3 separate regions of the Mus musculus genome follow, and all the other regions are linked to region 3. A link is a contact called in public Hi-C data. All regions are on one chromosome and are shown on one strand. The core of a region is the stretch at or near the end of the contact, and the rest is flanking DNA. Distances in the headings are between cores, read along the strand shown. Region 1 has its middle 160 kb from the start of Gm29835. Region 2 has its middle 190 kb from the start of Gm29835. Region 3 has its middle 14 kb from the start of Id2.

What was found. A called contact is a pair of places that touch in the nucleus more often than the background predicts.
Region 1: a Hi-C map of liver shows a contact between it and region 3, with 2.4 times the contacts expected there. The contact joins two enhancer-like sites. A contact is called at or near these places in 1 of 484 Hi-C or Micro-C datasets (liver) and 12 of 115 datasets of contacts at active chromatin or transcription factors (T-cell acute lymphoblastic leukemia, bone marrow-derived dendritic cells, bone marrow-derived macrophages and 9 more).
Region 2: a contact with region 3 is called in a Hi-C map of liver, with 2.0 times the contacts expected there. The contact joins two enhancer-like sites. A contact is called at or near these places in 2 of 484 Hi-C or Micro-C datasets (both in liver) and 7 of 115 datasets of contacts at active chromatin or transcription factors (CD4 T cells, T-cell acute lymphoblastic leukemia, craniofacial prominence and 4 more).

The regions. Positions count from the first base shown.
Region 1 is chr12:25,814,537-25,817,839 of GRCm38.p6, reverse strand. No RefSeq gene overlaps it. Among named protein-coding and RNA genes, the nearest start is that of Gm29835, 160 kb to the left of the region's middle. Within about 2 kb of position 1,474, at least 3 of the 459 cell types and tissues checked have an H3K27ac peak or open chromatin away from gene starts, as enhancers often do. A contact at or near this core is called in hepatocytes and liver, where this site is marked.
Region 2 is chr12:25,784,856-25,788,086 of GRCm38.p6, reverse strand. No RefSeq gene overlaps it. Among named protein-coding and RNA genes, the nearest start is that of Gm29835, 190 kb to the left of the region's middle. Within about 2 kb of position 1,691, at least 20 of the 459 cell types and tissues checked have an H3K27ac peak or open chromatin away from gene starts, as enhancers often do. A contact at or near this core is called in liver, where this site is marked.
Region 3 is chr12:25,108,766-25,112,215 of GRCm38.p6, reverse strand. No RefSeq gene overlaps it. Among named protein-coding and RNA genes, the nearest start is that of Id2, 14 kb to the right of the region's middle. Within about 2 kb of position 2,030, at least 64 of the 459 cell types and tissues checked have an H3K27ac peak or open chromatin away from gene starts, as enhancers often do. A contact at or near this core is called in hepatocytes and liver, where this site is marked.

The sequences.
Region 1 (3,303 bases), core at 225-2,724, 710 kb before region 3:
TAGCTTTTGTCTCTATTTTGGATGTAGGAAGAAAATAAGTAATGACATTTGAAATTATTCTCCTTTACAATATATTCAAGTGTTTGGTAGCCTAGATAGAGAAACTGATGGTAATCAGGATCCATCATTCATAAATGGCCAGTTCTTGATCCCTCTACTGTTAATTTCTTCATTCTTGTTTTGTATGGTCACCAACTTCGTTATTGATTGAACGTATTTTTACTTACAGACTTCAGATTCATATCAGTCTTGGAAATTCAGCAGCAGCTGGACTGGTTCTTTCAAATAAAGGACAGGCAACAAGGGAAGAACATGTATAAATTATGTGACAATGGAAAGGGACAATCCTGGGGGTAGAGGCCAGGTACAATTATGGTATACAGAAGTGGGCATCAAGATTTGCACAGAACCAGAGAACACTGAAAGAAGGAAACTTTTCAGTATTAATGACCTGCAGGAACTTGCCTCTGTACACAGAAAATCACGTGGCTGTGGAGGAAATAAGCTTGCCCCAGAGCATGTAAATAATGGTATGAAAAGAGATAAAGCAGAAGGCAGGGCTAGAGGCAGATGCTAGGCCAAAGAAGAGCTTGAATATCAATGTGAATGATATCAGCTTGATGCTATCTTTGTGGTAACAGAAAACCTGTGACCAGCTTCAGTGAGAGCAGGACCTAGAACAAGTTATAAATTAAGCAAAACGAAATGCAGAGGTTGGAGAGATGGCTCAAAGGTTAAAAGTGCTTGCAACATTTTTGGAGGACCAGAGTTTGGTTCCCAGCACCCACAACAGAAAGCTCACAACCACCTGTAACACTAGTTCCAGGGGTATCTGATACCATCTTCCATCCTCTGAAGGTACCTACAATGTACTTACATACATACAGACAGACAGACATACAGACAGACAGACATGCATACAGACAGACAGACATACACATACACACACAGAGGTATGCTTAGAAAATAAATCTTTAATGATAAAAAGAACCCAAAGATGAGTACATTTAGTTGGCCTGCTACATCCACAGGTTACTTACCTGACGACTCAACCACGAACTGAACAGAACATGTTTTTCAGAAAGTATCTCTTTCTCCCATCTTTGTTCTCTAAAAGAGTCTGGTTTCACAGCAGTTTCACTGTATGTTGTGTTTTAAATAATACACAGTGATTTAAGGAATGTGGGAGATGATGTAGGCTCTGCCCAAATACTGTGTACATACATATACAGAAGAGACTTGTGCCTCTGCAGATTCTGCTATTCAGTCCCCACAGAATCCTGGGAGCTACTATGTTGATTGAAGAAAAACATGTTTTCTGAAATCCAAGCTCATTGTTTACTTTTACTTTTGTTTCCACTAATCTCCTCTTGCCACATCGTTATCTCAAAAATGGAAAACGTTGCTCAAGAGGGTCACTTTCCAATTGTAGGGATCTGACAAGGGGCCAGGGTTGATTTCCCATTAAGCCTGAATATCACATGTCTTCAGCTCTGAATTGCATGGGCAGCCATGGTTCTTTCTGAGAGCCTGCCACTTACTGCCCCAGCCCAGGTTCCTGAGTAGCAGCTACCTACCTGTGCATGTGACCTCTTTTGTGGCAAAGCCTGAGACACCCTTGGTTCTCTGAGCTATATCCTTGAACATGTCTCCTTAATATTCATTTGATACCCAAATCCTAGCCTATGACAGAACCACCATTTAAATCAGTAAACAGGGAGGAAAATCCACCCTCACACATGTGGGTCAGCCAAGGGTCTTGAGAGAAACAACAGGCAGAGCCCAGGTGAATTTGCTCTCTTTTTCTTTTGAAGCAGACATGTCCTCCTTCAGAACATAGGATTTCAGGTTGTCTGGTCTTTGAACTCCAGAAACCAAACCATTAATCTCTTAGATTTTCTGACTTTCAATCTGTATGCACATGTGTGTATATGAGATTGCATGCACAAGTTTACAGGCACACAAAGGCCAGGACTGGGTGTCGGGTCTTGTCCTCTATAAATCTTCACCTATTCCTTTGACACATGGTCTATGAACCTGGGGTTCACATTCCCTTGGTTAGGTTGGAAGCCAGCAATTTCCAGCAACCCTGGCCTGGCCCTCCTCAGAACTGGACTAAAAGGCATGTGTTGGTTGCCCAACTTGTTACATGGATGCTGAGACCTGAAGCTTAGTTTTCATGATTGTGCAGCAAGCTCTTTTAGCCAATTAGTCAGCATCATCACTCTAGGTCCAGACATTACATCTCAGAGCAAAAGTGGTTAATCCTTTCCCCTGGTTCAGAGACTCCTGGTCCAAGACAGTCATACTGCTACCTTCCCTGGTTCTCCAACCTATGGTGGGCTTTCTCCTCCACAGCCCATGAGCCAGTTTCTGGTAAATCTTTTCATATGACTACATCAGTGCCTGTACCTATATATGTCTTATTGTATTGTTCTCTTTGGAAACTCTTATTAAGATAACACCAGTCAATCTGTCTGTCCATTATAGAGAAGTTCCCATGCCTCCTCACTTCCTTTGTCTGTATTTAGAGGGATTTTATGTGATTTTATTTTCCACAGAGCTGTCAGCTTTTCTTATGTATCATAGATGTTTCCCCAAGTGCCAAGAATACACAATGAGTGAAAGACAGACTCTTCAAGAAAGACATTGAGAAAACTGGATATTCATATGCAAGAGAACAAAGTTGGACCTGTATCTTATACTCAACTCAAAAATACACTCGAAATGCCTTAAAGACAAACTGAAGGCCCGAAGCTTTAAATCTCCAAGAAGAAAACATAGGAAGAAAGCTCGGTGAAGACAGTCTTGGCAGTGAGTCTCTGGCTGTGCCATCAAAAGGACAGACAGCAAATGGAAAACCAGACAGGAAGACAAAGAAGCTTATGTGCAGCAAAAGAACCAATCAGAAAGGAGGGAGCCTCGGAACAGGAGAGAGGGTTTGGCAACCCTAGGCCTGCCAAAGGGTTAATGCCCACACTTGTCTTTCCAGTTCCCTCTTCATGGACCACAGCAACCCTCACCTTTACCACCACATTTGCTTGTTTATTGTTTGTTTGTTTGTTTGTTTGTTTGTTTGTTTGTTTGTTTGTTTGTTTCAACAAGGATGGGGAAATTTTCCACTGAAAATCCATAGCAAACAGCTCTAAACTTTGGCCCATGTGTCCACAGTCTGATTTTTGGGTCACACATCTTATTTGTTACTTTTCTTATTGATGTGGCAAAAGAGTTGGCCAACAAAAATGACAAGAAAGGCTTTATTTGGGCTGATGGATAGAGGACATGGTGAACCATCATAGTCAG
Region 2 (3,231 bases), core at 442-2,941, 680 kb before region 3:
ATGTTTGTCTATTGAGTTCAAAGCATGGCAGCATGTTGAGCTCAACAAATATTTAAGTTCGACTTGATTCTCTGATGCTAGGAGCCTGACAAGAAGTTCTGACATGTGGCACTCAGTGGAATGACTATAGATGACAATTTTGGATGTGTACTCCAAATGGATTTTGAATGCTCTTAACACACACAAAAAGATAATGTCTAAGGAAACAATCAAACAATCTATACATTCATTAAACTTCATACAATATTCCATGAACGTGCACAATGCTTGCATTCATCAAAGGAGGGCATTTTTTTTTTCATGAAAACATACAGAACAACTGTACACACCTAACCATAGACCAGACACTGTGTAAAGCCTAAGATGATGAAAACACATGCAGAGAAATAAAGACAAGATGAGCAGCAGGAACGTGCAAGCTCCTATAAGAGGAGCTCTGTAAATCTGTGCCTGTATCCCCATGACCTGGTCCAGGCATCTTCTTTTCTAGAATTCTAAACATTACTAAGTGATGCTACAGACCTATTGATTAGACTGCGACTCCTGCATTGCAAGCAGCGCCTATAGACCCATGTGCTCAGCACTTTAATTAACTCAGGAGGATCAGAGATGTTTCTGGAAAGTAGAAGAATTAGCAACGGTGGACATTAAAACAATGAGTAAGAGTTGGGTTATTAATAAAGTCAGTAAAGTACCCGACTTGCAAGCATGAGTGAGGTACTACTGAGTTTGTTTCTCAAAAGCCCTTTTAAAACAAAACAGAGTGGGTGTGGTTTGTGCTTAATCTCAGTGTAGAGAGGTGAAGTCTAGTGGGTCCCTGAGGGTCACTTTTCAGTTGGCTCAGGCTACTTAGGGACCTCTGGCCAGTGAGAATGCCTAAATAAAAATACGGTGGACAGCACCTAAAGAGGAAAACCAAGGCTGTCCCTTAGCCTTGACATGAATATGACACCACACACACACACACACACACACACACACACACACACACACACCCAGTTGCAGGTGGGTGGGGGGATTGTTCCAAACAGTATCCACTGTAGAAGCAGAGGGAGAGTAAAGAAAAACCTTAGGAAGGGCTTCCCTTTGCCTGGTGCCTTGCAGCTGTAAGGAGAGACAACACACATACACCACATACACACACACACACACACACACACACACACACACACACACACACACATACAGGAGTCATCCTTCTGCCTTCCCAAGACTGCTATTTGTCTGCAGGCTGCCGAAGTGGATAGCCACATTTCTGTTAAGCTTCTTATCTCAGGAGGTTTTCATTTCTTTGTCGCCTGCTCACCTGCTTAGTATGTTATAGTCAGAGCCACCTGATCATTTTTTTTTAACAAATAAACCCCACTTTGATTTGAGCTCTGACTCCATCACACATTTGCCCAGTGGGCAAGCCACCTAGCTCTGCTGCAAACCTCTGTCCATGTCCCCGAAGAACGGACCAAATAGCAGATAGTAGTGCTCATGGTTAAGAAGTCAGGCATGGGAGCCCAGGCACGTAGCCGGCACAGAGTAAAGAAATGCTGTGAAGAAATCACTATTGAAACTAACAAATCGTCCTCTCATTTGAATCTTCAGACTCGACCATCTACGTGGTACAGTGATGAGCTCATGGCCTTTCCACTGTTGAAGCTCTTTTAAGACACATCAGCCCGGGACAGTGGTGACTCCTTGTGTTCCGATGGCCCCGTTCCAAGGCAAATGTTTAGGCTTGGCGGAGGGCTTGACAAGTTGCAGTCAGTGAGAGTTCTGTGCTTTAAAGAGAGATAAACATGGAAGCCTTTTTGTTTTGGGGGTTTGTTTTGTATTGTTTTTAATTTGGAGGGGGTGGAAGAGCTATGAGGAGAGGAGCTGCTTTCTCAGCAGGCATATAATAGCCATACAGGTGCACTGCCTCCTGGTGACACAGGGTGAACATTTGACCCACAGAGCCCGGTGAAGCCATCCCTGGGAGAGCCTGGAGCAAGTGCAATGCTGACTGTGTGCAGCCCTGTTTGACTTGGCTGTGGGCCCTGCAAACCTGGCAACGAGTATAGCCCAGAGGAAAACAGCCTTGACATTGACTCTGGTCAGTGCCATGCTCCGGGCCACCTGTGGGTTTCACAACCTTCTTTCTATTGCCCACAGCATCCTGGCCGGTTAATTTGTGTTCCCAGAAAAGAAAGATCCCATTGCTCTCTTGCTCTGGTGCTCAGTATCTGGTCCAGGTCGATGCCTAAAGGCACTCACCTGTGTACACCTCCTAGTACAGGCGCTGGGCCAGCTGTACCCTCAGAAGTCTTTGTTCATTCCGGTTTCTCTCCTGTTTCCAAGCACCAATAAATATGCAAGTTCTATTGCGATGGGGAAGAAACTAACTAACGTTCAGTAAGCACCTGCCTGGAGCCAGGTGCTGTCACACACAGCACCTTGTTTAATCCTCACAGCAGCGCTATAGGCAAAAAGTTAATACCTATATTCACTTGATAAAGAGGGTGAGCTTCCGAAGGCTTAAGCAATCTGGAGGCAGAGTGCATCGGTATGGACCAGATTTGCCTCCAGTCTTCCGAATCTCAGTTTATAGTCTGCATTCACTGAGATGCCTCCTACGATGTTCTGGAAAGAATAGTGCAGGTGGGGTTTGGGGAGCTCTGATATTGTGATTTTCAGATGAATCATTGCTTCACTTAATGGTTATAAAATGAAGGAGTAGACAGGTTGTCTCTCAGAGTGCTTTTGACTTGAATGTATTACATATTACACGCACACATCAACAGTAAATATAACATGCATGGAATTACTGCAGAGATGGGCAGAGCTGTGCTCTTGATGGAGTTCTATCGTGGACTCTGTGGAGGAGGTAACTCTAAAGGTATCCAGGAACCTTCCTATACCAAGAGAAATGGCATAAGCTTCCAGTAATGAGGGCCATTTAATTTATATATTTACAATAGCCCATTGCTCACAGCTCAGCAGTTCCTCCTCTGGTCTTCCTTTGCCCTGGCTAATGGCTCTAGTCTGATGTGTCACAAATACAAGAATCCACACTGAGGCCCCCAAGGGCAGAGCAAGCTTTACAGCCAAGATACATGGCTACACCAAGGGTAGCCATGGGAATGATTGGAGAGGGGACTCTGTGCCGGGAACCACGGTATGTGAACACTTTCACCATCCTCACGGCATACACAGAGAAAGCAGAGGCAGCAGCAGCGCTATAGGCAAAAAGCGAATACC
Region 3 (3,450 bases), core at 781-3,280:
TTTTTGGAAAATAACAGCTTTAATGACACAGAGAGGAAGAATTTAGGAGAACCTTCAGCCAGCCAAGTATGTCTGGACATCATAGGCATGACAGAGCCAAGAGTCTTGGGCATCCACCATCAGCCATAGAAACTACCAGGCCTGACATCTGGAGAACAAAGGTGACAGATGGCCCCTGGTGGGGGGGGGAGAGATGTGGTTGAGAAGGTCAAGGATGACTTTTATGTCTTATTCTCAAAGCCAGGGGGAAATCTAAGCTAAAAGAAACAGTGACCACGTGGGTTTAAACTGCCCTTCTAGGCTGAGCTCAGTAGCAGATCGTTTGCCTACCATGCACAGGGTTAGATGCCCAGTCCTGCAAAACAGAGCAAAGCAACCTCAGTGGCTAATATTCCATCGACCCTGTAGGTCATCTATTAGGGCTCAGTTGTGTGGGCCTGACTCTAATTTCCACAGATTCCACATTGACTCCATCCAGGTCCTTCTGCTTCTAAGACTTTGGGCTCCTTACCATGACCATGTTGTAACACAAAGACATGCTCAATACACTATGGGTGCAGATTTCGGGATACTACCTATCTTATTTTAAAAACAAGAGTCCATGGAGCCAGTGGGTAATGTGGTGGAGAGAGAGCTTCCCGATGCATTGTCCTCTCAGTCCCCACAAACTCCAGGCCAGACACTCCGGGAAATCTGAAGCTGAGGCAAGGTACAATGAAGCCACCTATTTGGGTATTAAGCCCTGAATCTAAAGTTAGAATCCTCAGATAGGCTCATCTCCAAATCTAGATTTCTCACCCTTGACTCCCTGCCCTTAAAGCATTAAACAGATTCCAAAACAGAAATAAACACAAAGGCTAAAGGTGTAACTTAGGCGTAGAAGGTGTTTGCCTAACTCATATGACACCCTGGGTTATCCCTGGCATTACAAATAAATAAAAATAAATAAATAAATAAATAAATAAATAAATAAATAAATAAATAAATAAATAACAAGAAAAACTTTCCAATCTCTCCTCCCCATTGGCTGACCTAAGCAGCCAGTTCTTTCTAAAACATAACAACCCAGTCCTACTGAAGAAAGAAATCCAGCTTTAAAAGGAGTCCAGCTAACAGCTTGGGGTGGTCACATGAGCTCCACATAGCACCCCTAGAAGACAGGTCAGCTCAGATTGTTCTTTGAGGCACGCTGAGCAGAAAGACCCTGAAAGAGGTTCCAACTAGCTAGCCTCTAAGAGGAGGGCATCAAGAAGGCCCGTGCCCCAATCACCTTGGGAGTCAACAGCAATGAAAATCCCCAGCTTTGACTTTGAGTTAGCCAAGTGCCAGTGTTTGTACAACCTTGTCAAGTTGCCATCTGTCCACGTAGCGTATAAAAAAAGAGGTCAACATGTCACACCATCTCAGAGTTTGGAATAAACCCTATCACTTTTAACAACAAAAAGAAAAGCCCCGTAGCAAGCCCCAGACTGGACGGAAGCAGCAAGGCCCAGACCGGACCTCCCAGTATCTATCTGTCCTAGAACCTGTCTCTAGAGTGGAAAGATATCTGGCTTTCTTTTTCCTCTCATTATTAACTTAGAATTGTTCTTCCAAATAGTGTCAACTTTTACTCTGTACTGGATATGTGGCAAATTATCTCGGCTCCCATGGAAAGCCAGGCTGTTAAGTCATGCTGAGTCACTGGGCTTCCAGGGCCCTGGGGAGGTCACCAGCAGGTTGGGGCAGGCTGGGGCTGGCAGTGTCCTCTGCCTTCCGTGCCAATGAAGGCAGATCTTGGAATCAGTTCAAGAGAGGGTGCACTAGGGCCAGGGCATAGCAGATTCTCCCACAGGACTGGAGGTGGCACAGACTGAGCTCCTCAGAGCGCAGCTGAGAGATGGGCCCAGTGAACGAAATGGAGGGACTCTGGGAGAAGTGTACCCTACAAAAACAAAAAATGAACTCGTTAGCATCAAAATGGAAAGCTGTCTTTGATTTAGAGCTTGTTGGTGTTTGTTTTCAAGAGGTCGCATGGCCAGGCTGTCCTTGAACTTGGTCATTCTACCTCCACCTCCTGAGCACTGGGATCACAGGAAAGCACCAGCGGACCTGGCCCAACTGAGTTTTTTTTTGTTTTTGTTTTTGTTTTAAATGTGAGCTGGGGGTGAGGAGGCCAATGAGCTGGCTCAGCAAGTAAATGAGCTTGCTGATCAGGCTGCTGATCTCAGTTCTGTACCAGAACCCAAATAATGCAGGGGGAAAACTGGCTTCCTGCAAGTTGTCCTCTGCCCTCCACAGGTACACGGTAGTGTGCAAACGCATGCGTGCACGCACACATACACACACACACACACACACACACACTACCACTACCACCATCACCATTACCAAGAACAAGAAACCACTACCACCAACAATGACAACAAAATATGTAAATCTTGTTTTAACACCTATAGGCTGAGCAAGTGGGGGCAAGATTACAATCCAGAGGCTGAGTCAGGAGAATGCCATAAACCCAGCCTGAGTGACATAACAATACTTAATCTCAAATAAATGAGTGAAAATTTTACAACCGCATCATTCCTTCTGATATTAAATTATCTTCAAAAATGAAAATAACGAACAAAATGCTGGGCATGGTAGCATACACCTTTAATCCCAGCACTCCAGAGGCAGGTGGAGATCTGTGTTCTCAGCCAGCCTAATCTGCAAAGCAAGTTCCAGGTCAACCAGAGCTACACAGAAAATCCCTGTCCCAGAAAACAAAACAAAACAAACAAAAACAAACAAACAAACAAAAACCTAACAAAAACAACATTAAAAAAATGATTCGGAAAAAAAAAAGATTAATCCTGTTGGTGACAACAGTTAGTGGTATGAGGTTAGTTGCTGCAGTTCAAAGTTCCCACAGATGCTCCATGCTGTTCTCAAGTGGCCACTTCCAGCACCACTGACCGTGACCATCAAGAAGCATAAAACTTCAGGTAATGCTAAGCTGCTGCCAACACCAGCCAGCAGACCCAGGCTCTCCAGGAAGGATGTACAGGGCCAGCTGGTGGCCCTGAAGTGGAGCTCCAAGGTCACAGTTCACTTCTACATAAACCAGAGGTGGCCAAGAGTTTCAGTTGAAAGTGTGAATTCCTCTCATGGCTGCATAGATTACCAGATTCTTACAGGCTAGGCAGGTCTGAGCGGGATTGAACCACACAGTCCACAGCTTCCTGAAGCTTGAAAGTCCTTCTGACTGCTTGTCACTCTGAGCTGAGCAGACAGGAGGAAGGGGTGGGTGTGTCCTCCAGGTGCAGAGTAATCATGGCCTTAAGCATCCGAAAGCAGCCAGATCACCTAGGCCAGCCCTCAGCAGGTGTAAATTCCAAGAGCCCAGGGAAATAGATATGGGCCCCTCCCTCCAGTGAGCCTGGGGTCATAGGCCTAAAAGGCAGGCAGGAAAAGAACCCAGAACTAGTC